3 separate regions of the Mus musculus genome follow, and regions 2 and 3 are each linked to region 1. Evidence: chromatin contacts called from public Hi-C data. All regions are on one chromosome and are shown on one strand. Each heading gives the region's core, a stretch centred on a gene start, on an enhancer-like site or on the middle of the called end of the contact. The rest is flanking DNA. Distances are from core to core; before and after follow the strand shown.

Evidence for each region. A called contact is a pair of places that touch in the nucleus more often than the background predicts.
Region 2: a contact with region 1 is called in a Hi-C map of rod photoreceptor, with 4 times the contacts expected there. The contact joins the promoter of 1700101I11Rik here to the promoter of Foxj2 in region 1. A contact is called at or near these places in 2 of 39 promoter capture datasets (cranial neural crest and maxillary cranial neural crest) and 1 of 484 Hi-C or Micro-C datasets (rod photoreceptor).
Region 3: a contact with region 1 is called in a Hi-C map of CD4 T cells, with 5 times the contacts expected there. The contact joins the promoter of Gt(ROSA)26Sor here to the promoter of Foxj2 in region 1. A contact is called at or near these places in 2 of 484 Hi-C or Micro-C datasets (CD4 T cells and muscle stem cells).

Annotation. Positions count from the first base shown.
Region 1 is chr6:122,818,262-122,821,734 of GRCm38.p6, forward strand. It overlaps Foxj2 (forkhead box J2), which reads left to right and starts at 1,923. Exons shown (of 11, transcript NM_021899.3): 1 at 1,923-2,709.
Region 2 is chr6:129,530,785-129,534,640 of GRCm38.p6, forward strand. 1700101I11Rik (RIKEN cDNA 1700101I11 gene) reads right to left here and starts at 2,500. Exons shown (of 2, transcript NR_045270.2): 1 at 2,454-2,500; 2 at 1,163-2,158. It overlaps Gabarapl1 (gamma-aminobutyric acid (GABA) A receptor-associated protein-like 1), which reads left to right and starts at 2,408. Exons shown (of 4, transcript NM_020590.4): 1 at 2,408-2,752. The coding sequence starts at 2,663.
Region 3 is chr6:113,075,281-113,078,879 of GRCm38.p6, forward strand. It overlaps Gt(ROSA)26Sor (gene trap ROSA 26, Philippe Soriano), which reads right to left and starts at 1,964. Exons shown (of 3, transcript NR_027010.1): 1 at 1,894-1,964. Setd5 (SET domain containing 5) reads left to right here and starts at 2,359. Exons shown (of 22, transcript NM_028385.1): 1 at 2,359-2,432.

The DNA of each region.
Region 1 (3,473 bases), core at 673-3,172:
CTCATTACATAGTGTAGGCTGGCCTTGAACTACTGATCTTCCTGGTTTCTCCTCCCCAGTGTTGGGACCATAAATACTTGCCATTGTATAGGGTTGTGCTTTTGTGGTGCTAGGGATAGAGGCCAGGGCCTCATGCTTGCCAGGCAAGCCCTCTACCAGTTGGGCTGTAAGCCTGGCCCCATCTTATCCTTTTTACAGATAGGGTCTCATGATATAGTTTAGCTGCCCTTGAAATCAAGATCCTCCTCTAGCTGCCCTTGAACTCAAGATACTCACAAGTGGGTGCCACTAGGCTGGAGGAAATGAATCTTTTCACATGGATACTGGAAGTGTGGGGAGGGAAGAGGCTTTGTTAGGGGGCTCACTGACTGGCAATTTGAGAATGACATGTTTTCCCAGTTTAAGCCAACAATGTACTAGAGGTTTAGACCCTGGCTCTAAGGCCATTTGGGTTCAACACCTGACACAAAGTAACACTACGAATTGCATAATGGTGCGAATTACATGAACTCAGACACAAACAATATCTTCAAGCTGTAGTTACACTCTAAAGGCCTGATACTGCTGCATGGAATTGCCAGTAAGAATCAAGTGTGATAACACACGGAGAGTGTGAAGCCTTAATGCAGACGTTGTATGTGTAATGTGGTTATATGTACAAGAATGTAAGTAAATGGCAGTAGGCATATATTTAGCCAGAAGACAAATGACATCTCTTTCTACAGGGAGTCATCAAACTGTCATCTTTTTGAGCAATTCAAATATCAAGTGAACAATTTCTTTTGTCTTATCATTTTATAATAGAACACAATTGGAGAAAAGTAAGCCAGAGGGTGATATACCTAAGAGTTTGTACTGGAATAGCATGACTGGGGAGGTAAGAGATGGGCTAACCTGGTTCTATTTCCTGTCCCAGGATGGAGATTATTCTGTAAGAAGTAGAGGGATGTGCTGAGAGCCCATTCTATCTCCCTGTGGCACTCAGGATAACATAGTCTATAGAAATGTCACTTGACTTTAGCACAAAGGTAAAAAAAAATGACATTTTATAAGGGAAATGAATAATCATGCTTTGAACCCTTTGTGTACTAGACCATTTTAAAAAGCAACTCGTAAATCATTTCCTTTGGTGACTGCGACATCCATATTAGTAGGCAGGCCAGAGTATCATAGTCCCTTCTTCACAGGCTATGCTTCCAGAAACTAGGGCCTTGCACAAGTTTGCAGAGCCGAAACTAACACAAGACCCCATTTCCCGATGCTCATTTCTCTATAACAGACTCATTTATCTTTTTATACATCCTCGATCCAATCTTTCACTGACCTCCAGGATAAGAGTAAACTTTAACTTCACGCCCGGCCCTATAACCCTTTATAAGCTGTCTGGAAGAGAAAGAGAGGAGCCATCAAATGCGTTTCTGAGAAAACTGGGAATACTTGTCTTAGGCGTAGACCACAGCACAATGAGAGGTGTGTGTGGCCCTTAGCGTGGACGCTGGCATCGCCAGTGCCCGGGACGGAGGGTCGGCGACCCGTGGGCTGCGGGGCTCCGCGCTCCTCCTTAACCCGCGCCGGGAGGCGGCGGCCGCGGCGGCGGGAGGGGGAGGGGCGCGGAGCGCGGCGCCGAGGCCGGGGAGGAGCCGGGGCCTGCAGCGGAGCTGAGCCGAGCCCGAGCCGAGCCCCGACGCGCTCCGTCCGCCTGCCGGCTCCTGGCTGCCCCGACCGGTCGGAGCCTCAGAGGTGGCAGCGCGGGGAGCCCCACGCTCCGGGAAGCGCGGCGGACGGGGGACGTGACCCGGGAGGCGCTGCCGCCCGGCAGCGGGTGACGGGAGCCCGGACCGCGGCCTCCGGGACCCTGCTGTCCAGGCCGGCCGGCCAGGCGGGCGGGAGCCGGAGTGCGAGGACCCCACCCTCGGGACACCCTGTGCCGGGACCTGCTCCCTCTCCCTTGGGAGGGAGGACCCTCCCTACTCCCCGGACAGCCAGAAGAGATCGCCGCAGGGCACGCGGCTGTCCCTCCCACGGTGGCTCCAGCGGAGACCCCCAGAAGTCGGGAAGGGTAGTGAGACCTGAAGGACCCGGAGTGAGACCTCCCTCACGCCTCAGCGCACTCCAGACAGTTTGGGACTTTTGAGGCAGAGAGAAAGGGAGCCATGCCTGTGGAGTAGGCACCCCGCATCCCACCCGGGACTCACCGCGGAGAGGCGTCCTGATACGCACAAGCCAGGACCCTCCAGGGAACCGCCAGGAATTGGTTCCAGTTTGCTGGAGAGTAGAAGACCTCGCCCCTCAACTTCCGTGCACCTAGACAGTGGACCGGGGCAGAGCCCCTCCACTCAGATCTCCAACTGACAGAAAGAGCCCTCAGCCCCTGAAAGATCCAGTTTGGGGGGGGAGGGGGATTCCCCCAAAGGGGAGGAGACAACTCCTGGCTGGGAGAGGCTCCTCCCCTCCTCCCTAGGGTAGCAGGCAGGGGGTGGGGGGTGTGCCATCTTCCCCAGGTAGGTCCTCCCTCTCCCCCTCCTCCTCCTTCGACTCCTCTTCCTCAGGGGACTCAGTTCCCTGCTCCAGCCTGGGAGGCTCCGCCAGGCACTGGAAGAGTCACTGAGGATGCCACCTGTCACCTGCCTCTGAAGAGGGGAATCCCTGCAACCTCAAACTTCTGTACCAGGTGGTTTCCTCCAGCGGCGGGGGGAGCCTTGGAGACAGGTTAGTGCTTTCCGTTCTGTAGTCTTTAGACACCAGGAGGTGTGGGGAGCGGAAATGGTGGAGCTTAGGGTTCATTCGAAGGGAAGAAGAAAGACCCCTGGGAAATGTCTTCCGATGGAACTTTTGCACTGGAACCCACATGTTGCTTCAGAGACTCTGAGAAATGGCCTTTTAAGATTTTGGAGTCCAAAGGGTTGGGTCATTTGCAGCCCCTAGAGAAGTTGATGCTTTGGACTGAGAACAGACAACAGGTGCGTTTTCAGGACGCCATGGTGTTAGTAACTCAGGACACAGCACAGTCAGAATCCCACAGCACTGTCCATCTTTGGGTCTTGTCCTCTGGTGACTGGACCTGCAGTAAATGACCTGCAGTCGTGGGGGCATTTTATGGATTGTATTGTATCGTCCAGGGCATGCCTAAGTCAGTTTAATATTCAACAGACGTCTTCTTTCCAGTCTATTACAATGACTGCTTGCCTGACTGGCGACAGGTCCCCGCCCACTCTGTCTTGGATACCAGGAGGGAGGCCCCTTTTGACAACCCTACTTCAGGCTGGATATCTGCCTCTCTGTGTAAAATCCAAAGGGAAATGCGAATGCACATGTCCTGGAATGAGAAGGAACTGTCAGGGCAATGCACCTTGGTGGGCTGGAGTCTTCCTAGATACCAAATCTGCCTTAGTCCCCTCATGTGTCCTGCCATTCGCTGGAAAAATCAGCTGAATGGAGGAAGAGAAGAAGGTGCTTCCTAGCTTCCTTCCACC
Region 2 (3,856 bases), core at 1,250-3,749, 6.7 Mb after region 1:
CGAGTTCGAGGCCAGCCTGGTCTACAAAGTGAGTTCCAGGACAGCCAGGACTACACAGAGAAACCCTGTCTCAAAAAAAAAAAAAAAAAAAAAAAAAAAAAAAAAAATAAATAAATAAATAAATAGAAGAAACAAAACAACTTCATATTCAGTTCCAAATCCTAATGACTGGGGAAAATGATGAGCTGTGTTTTAAGAGGCATAGAACACTGGGTATAAACTCTAGGAAGAATTACCTAATTGGGGAGGTACTGATAATTTTAAGATGCATTGTGGTGGTTGACATGACGGCAGAGGTAAAGTGCAGTTTACTTCCCAGAAGGAAGAAGACACCTGGAGCAGGGGCATATTGCTTGTCTTGTACTACTCTGAAATCTTCTCCATTACTGATATGCATAAAAAAACCAAAGAGATCCAATCTTAAAAATTACAACAGTACAAGAAACATTTGATGTGGCTATATGAGAAAATGTGGTCCTTTTAAAACTGCCCTTTGTATGGTTGAAGAAAGCAACTTAAAAGGTTTTTTTTTTTATCTGATTGTTAGTTTATAAATGTACCTGTGTACAACATTTTAAAGAACCTTCTGAGAATCAATAGTAAAATTGTGAAAATAGATACATTTTGTATTTTAATATGACTTATTTTTATTTTATTTGTGTGGGGGTTCTGCCTATATGTATGTATGTGCACCACGGACATGCAGTAACGTAGTAGAGGTCAGAGAGGGTATTAGGTCCCCTGAAACTGGAGTTACAGATACTCCTGAGCTGTCATGTGGGAGTTGGAAATCAAACCCTGGTCCTCTAGTAGAGCAGTCAGTGTTCTTAACCACTGAACCATTCTCCAGCTCCCAATACATTTTGCATTCTAATGTAAACGACTAGCATTTTAAAAATCCTAAGAGCTGATTAACCAACATTTCATCTTTAAATTTTCATGTACTGCATACATTTTCAGTGGACTGAAGAACTGCCCTTCAACTAGCTGAGACTGTACATCTATAAAAAAAAAAAACAAAACAACAACAACAAAAAAACAAACCTGAAGGTTACTCAGAAAACAACACTATTACCATTTTCATCCCAGATCTGTCTCAACTGGTTGTAAAATTTCTTCTGAAAGACTTAATTGTATTTGGGTCAAGGGTAAAATGAGTAGCTGGGTATTAAACTATTTTTAATTTGAAAATAAAAACAACAATAAATAAATACAACAATATTATATACCAATTCATTTGTCTTCATATGTAAGAAAGATTACCAGGAGAAAACCAAGAAGTGGGCTATGTATTTCATGTTCTTGTTTTGCCAGTTAAATTCAGTTCACTTTATTTTGCCCATATTTTATAACCATATCACTAAGTCATGTACATAAAATCAGGCAACAGGGCTGCTTGCCTGGTACCACTTAGTAGTCATTTTATTTTCACAGCACAAAGCATCCTTGAACTTTATCTCCGATGTTCCCAAGATATAGGTCTGGAGTTACTGCCAGTAGAATCAGAAGGGTGACCCCGCATCCAAAGAGTCTTAAGATGGAAACCCGGTATGTCAGAGGGGCCTGGGCTGACTCTCTCTATACTATTGAGGGTCTTCCACCAGCATGCCAGTCAGAGCTTTTGGTGCCCAATAAGGCCTTTTCATCAGGACAACTACCCTACAGGTGATACCCACCCCAGAGCAAAGTATTGTTGGGGAAACATAGACACCTAAATGATTTGACCTCTGTATTTTCAAGAACTCAACAACCATGCTTCTGGGTGAACCTTATAAAATGAATGGATTCATCTCTCCTTGAACGTGAGTGAAGCCTGGTGTTCATCGCTGGCATCGCTTCTTCTAACCTTGATGACTTCATGTTCTTCACCCTTACACTTCTTCAAATCCATGAGTCATGCTCTGTTTATGTTGTCTCAGAACCAATTCTAGCACAGATCCAAACATAAGGACACCAGTCAGAAGGAGGAGTTGGGGCAGAGAAGGCAGGCCAGTCGTGGGTGCCAGGCAAAGGTCAAAATGCAAGCACAGGACATTTCAGCCCGGGCTACAAATCTCGTGACGCCTGGCACTTTTCCAACTCCAGACTCCTGATTCCATTGCTCTGGAAACAGCTGGATTTTCTTCCTCTGTGTTTGTTTTGGGCATCAAACAAGAAACTTGAAGGGGAGGGAAGACGACATTTGTTAGAGCATTCTTTGAATTAACAAATTACCTTTAATATCAATCCTCAAAAATAAAAACCCGACTACATGATTTTTGCGTTTCGATGGAGTGGTTTAGGAAAAGCTTGGGTGAAAAGAAGATACACAAATAAACAAAGCTTCTGTCCACCCGGATCCAGCAGGTCCTTAGCGCCGGGGGCGGAGCGGGGGTGGGGCGTCGTGATGTCACAGCACCGCCCTGGTGTTTTTGTGTTTCCAGCTCTTGGGAAAAGCCACCCTATTTCTTTACCTGGTGGTCCTTTACCTTCAGGCCGCGAGATCTCCAGGTCCTTCTCTGGACGTTTAGCCACGTAGTGCGGCGACTGGCGCGTGGGAGCTGACGCGGGTGGAGCGATTGTGATAAGGCTGACATTGACTGGGGGTGGCCAGACGCGAGACGCAGTCATCAGCGCGCGCAGCAGGCCCCGTCCGGGGAGCCCCTACATCCTGAGGTCCATCATGAAGTTCCAGTATAAGGAGGACCACCCCTTCGAGTATCGGAAAAAGGAAGGTGAAAAGATTAGGAAGAAATACCCGGACCGGGTGCCGGTGAGTGGGGGCGGGGAGGGAGAAGGCAAGCTTGAGGAGTTTGGGAGCTGGTTGCCCTGGAGCTACCGAGGTAGCCTGGCGATGGCGGGTGGCCCTGGCACAGGAGGGTCATCGGAATCAAGTATTCTTGACCGGCTTTGACAAGCTTGTATCCCCAGGGCCTGTAGCCACTTTTGGCATCTCGAAAGCGCAGCGTGCGCGTGGTGGGTGAGTCAGCAGGATTCAGCACCCATGGAGGTTGGGATGTGCGCGTGGCGAGGCCTGTGTGTGCGGGGGCGACTGGTTGGGGGCCGCAGATAGGATATGCTATAGAAAAACGCGTCCCAACCCTGTAGCAGCAGGTGAGATGAGCCTTGTGCCCATCCATGTCTGCTCAATTGGTTCTCCATGAAAACGAGTCTCCTTCCCATTTCCTTGAGCGTAGGAGGAAAAACTCGAGAAGCCCCTAGATTCTGACCTGCGTTTTTTTTTTTTTTTTTTTTTTAGAATTGGGGGTGGGGTGGGGTGAGGGGCTTCACCAGGCGGGCCCTCAAACAAGGTCATGCCTGCCTCCACCTCATTATTGTCTCCTGGGCCATGTGTGGAAAAAGAAGGTCCGTGCTCTGCACTGTGATAGGTGGGTGGGCTCTTGGATCTCAAGAACCAGTACTGAGAACCGTTTCCTCCATTAATTATACCCCGATTTAAGCAGCTAATACCTAGTTCATGCAGTGGGGAGAAAAATACTAAGGGAGTCTTCAGCATCCGGGTGTTTTCCACTTTACCCCCTCCCCCGCCCACTTGCCTTTTTTTTTTTCCTCCTCTTTTGAAGGCTGCGCAGCAGAATTGGAAGCAAAGGATGACATCGCTTTTAAATATGGTGGATAGAGGACCAGGGACTTTAAAAAATCGTTCTCTTTATTTGTACAGGCAATGATGTTATATTAGGTTGGCGTTCCTCTAACTTTGAAGGGTAAAAGAGCTGTGCTAACCTGATAATTTTTTTTTTTGATGCATAAGTAATAGGGGGGAGGGACTTCTTCCTTATTCTTTATCTCAGCCAGGGCTACCAGAAGAAACGGAGGTCCAGCAAGAGAAAGCCCTCAGCCCCATTTTCTACCCTCA
Region 3 (3,599 bases), core at 714-3,213, 9.7 Mb before region 1:
TTGGATTCTCAATACATCTATTGTTGTAAAACTCCCTGGACTGAGAATAGGCCCAAATGTGGAACACCACCTGACGGGAGAGGTGATAGACACTGAAAATTAAGGATCAAGGCAAAGGATCAACAAAAAGTGTACTAAGGAGTTATAAAAGAACTGCAGTGTTGAGGCCCCAGCTACAGCCTCGATTTGTGGTGTATGTAACTAATCTGTCTGGTTTCATGAGTCATCAGACTTCTAAGATCAGGAAAGGGAAAATGCCAATGCTCTGTCTAGGGGTTGGATAAGCCAGTATAATAAATGAAAATGGGGCTAAAATGAGTGTTCTAAAATACCTTTTGATAAGGCTGCAGAAGGAGCGGGAGAAATGGATATGAAGTACTGGGCTCTTTAAAAATGATTAAAATTCTGCTTACATAGTCTAACTCGCGACACTGTAATTTCATACTGTAGTAAGGATCTCAAGCAGGAGAGTATAAAACTCGGGTGAGCATGTCTTTAATCTACCTCGATGGAAAATACTCCGAGGCGGATCACAAGCAATAATAACCTGTAGTTTTGCTGCATAAAACCCCAGATGACTACCTATCCTCCCATTTTCCTTATTTGCCCCTATTAAAAAACTTCCCGACAAAACCGAAAATCTGTGGGAAGTCTTGTCCCTCCAATTTTACACCTGTTCAATTCCCCTGCAGGACAACGCCCACACACCAGGTTAGCCTTTAAGCCTGCCCAGAAGACTCCCGCCCATCTTCTAGAAAGACTGGAGTTGCAGATCACGAGGGAAGAGGGGGAAGGGATTCTCCCAGGCCCAGGGCGGTCCTCAGAAGCCAGGAGGCAGCAGAGAACTCCCAGAAAGGTATTGCAACACTCCCCTCCCCCCTCCGGAGAAGGGTGCGGCCTTCTCCCCGCCTACTCCACTGCAGCTCCCTTACTGATAACAACTCAGAGCGACTTTGGGAGAGCAAGTGCTTCCTGCCTCCAAAACAGCCCAACTGAGCCCTCGCTCCTTCCCTCCACTCCCCGGAGTGCGCGATGGAGGTCTGGCTCAGCACGCCCCTCTTGAGGCAACTCAAGTCGGAAACGTGCTTGCACCCGCCCCGCAGCCGCTCAGCCCTACTGCCCGTCCCCGCCCCCAGCGCGCGCTTCCTGCCACGTTGCGCAGGGGCGCGCGGCCAGACTCTGCGGCGCGGGGCCGAGGGGAGGGCCGGAACCTGGGAGCGCCTCCTCGCCGCCCCCGCTGGCCGGCGGATGGACTCAACTTGCACGAACACGAGCCAATGGCAAGGGCCAGTTTTCTGGGCCCCGAGAGCCAATCAGACGACGAGGCCCGGCCGGCGGCGGGTAAAACGACTCCCCCAGAGGAAGGGGAGGGTGGGCGGCCGCTCGCGCGCGAGCTACTTTCGCTGACCCTCCCTCCCCTCCCCCGCCCCGCCAGAGGCCGACCGCGCCCGCACGTCCAGCTCGCCTCACCCCACCTACCTCCCGCCCCACCCAGTGGGCAGAGCGAGGCTGCCGGCGGCTGCGCACTCCGGCTGCCGTTAACTGACAGGCGCCTTACGCCAACCAAAACACGCCATTTGTGTTTTCACACACGGCGGGAGGAAAAGAAGCCAATCAGCGACGAGACGTCGGCCGGAAGCGCTCCTCCGCTGCCCCCCCCCCCCCGAGCCATGGCCGCGTCCGGTGGAGACTTTTCCGCTCCCTTCTCCCTCCCCCTCCGGTTGCTGCAGGGCGGACCGCATTCCTGCCCACCACCCGCTTGCCCCTTCCAGCGTCACGACTCGTACCCGGCTGTCTCACAGAACGGCTCCACCACGCTCGGAGGGCCTGCCGCGGCCGCCCATCCCCGCAAACGCACCAAGCCGCCCTCCCGCCAGAGTCCCGATCCCCTACCTAGCCGAGGCTCTCTGAGGAGCCGGAGCCCCAAAGCACAGCCTCTTCTTTAGGCGGCCCCGGCAGCCTCCGCTGATTGGCGGCGCACCGGCCAATAAGTGTGGGGCGGTGGGCGGAGAGGCCAATGGCGCGGCGGGAGGGGGCGTGTCCCGCGTGCCCCTGGCGCCGGCACTGGGAATCCCCGTGCGGTCAGTGGCGTTTCCGCTCGGGCAGCGGGCTGAGTGAGCTGCCGCCGCTGCCGCCGCTGCCGCCGCCGGGGGAGGGGCGGCCGCCGCCCGCCTGCGCTCAGAGACTCACGCAGCCCTAGTCCCGCCAGTCCGCCAACACAGTAGTGCCGGCCCCCTCCGCCCCTGGCCCTCCCCCTCCCCGCCTCGGGCTCGCTCCGCCTTTTCTGCCCCCCACCCCCACCTCACGGGTACGGGCCATTCCCGGCCAGGAAACGCCGTGGCGCCGCGTTGGGCCTAACTCGAGTCTCGCTGCCTCCCGGGAGTGCCGTGCGCCGCAGCCCGGGCCCAGGCCCCGGCAGCGCCTGGGTCAAGGTAAGGGTCCAACAGAAAAGAGACACCGAACCACACGACCGGGCCCCGGGGGAAAGAAGGGTCACCTCAGTCTCCCTGCGTTCCCTCTCCTCGGGGTCGTGGGCCTGGGCCTCCCCAGCCTGGTAGCAGGAAGATGCTTGCCCTTTTCGTCTTCTCAGCTACCTTTACACACCATTGCACCGCTCTTGCCCAGAGAGAAAGGCTCTCCTTCATCTAGTCGACCCCACTACCTTTTTAATGTCTTCCCTGGGTCAGGACTCTTCCCCTCCCCCTACTCTGGTCTCCCCTTTTTGCCTGGGTATTGCCTACTCCACGTTTATACCCTTTTCAGGAGAGGCCTCCCAACCCTGCTCTCAAAATACACATACTTTTTTTTCTGTCCCTGAGCCCCCCACCTCCCCTGTTCTTGCGGCCTTGTGACAACTCTGGTCGCTCGTGGGGGCCCAGTCCTCCCCTCCATAATCTTCCTGAACGCCTCTCCTCTGGTTTTCCAGTTCCTATCTCAGATGGCTGCTGCTTTTCCCACACCAAAGACATTACCTTCGCCACCCCCACCTCACATTCTTGGACTCCCTGTGGCGTATGCCCCAGTATCCTTGCGATATCCCTGTTGAATTTGTAGGGTTCTAGCCTGGAATTGAGCCAGATTTTGTCGTTTTCCCTGCCTAGGGCGTGGAGAGCGATCTTTTAAGAACGACTCTAAAGAAGAGGGGGAGGGATATGCCCCTATGAATCCGTGCAAGCCAAGATCCTAGGTAAATGGTAGTGGGCAAAAGCCCTGGTTTTAGTAGGTAATCGCTCAGAAGGAAAGTTTTAACTCCTGGGAAAGCCCCTTCTATGCTAATTTATTCTATCGGGCGCCTTTGCCTTTCTCATTCTTAGGAATAAGGATCTTTCTCCTGTGTACTGATGCTGCAGCCCGCCCTGCTGGCCTGGGTCAGGGGTGCGTGGATGACCTGCATTTTCTGCTTTCTCATGTTACTTGTGTAACGTCTTCACCAGCAACTCATTTTTCGCCCAGAGCTCTGGGCTCTGGGTTTTGTCTATACCTGGATTCCTTTTGCCAATTGTTCCTGTGCTCAAAATACTTAAAAAGATTCAGGTTCTCGAATTTCCTCCATACCTTGACTAAATTGTTTTTAGATGACATATTTGTGACCAAGGTCA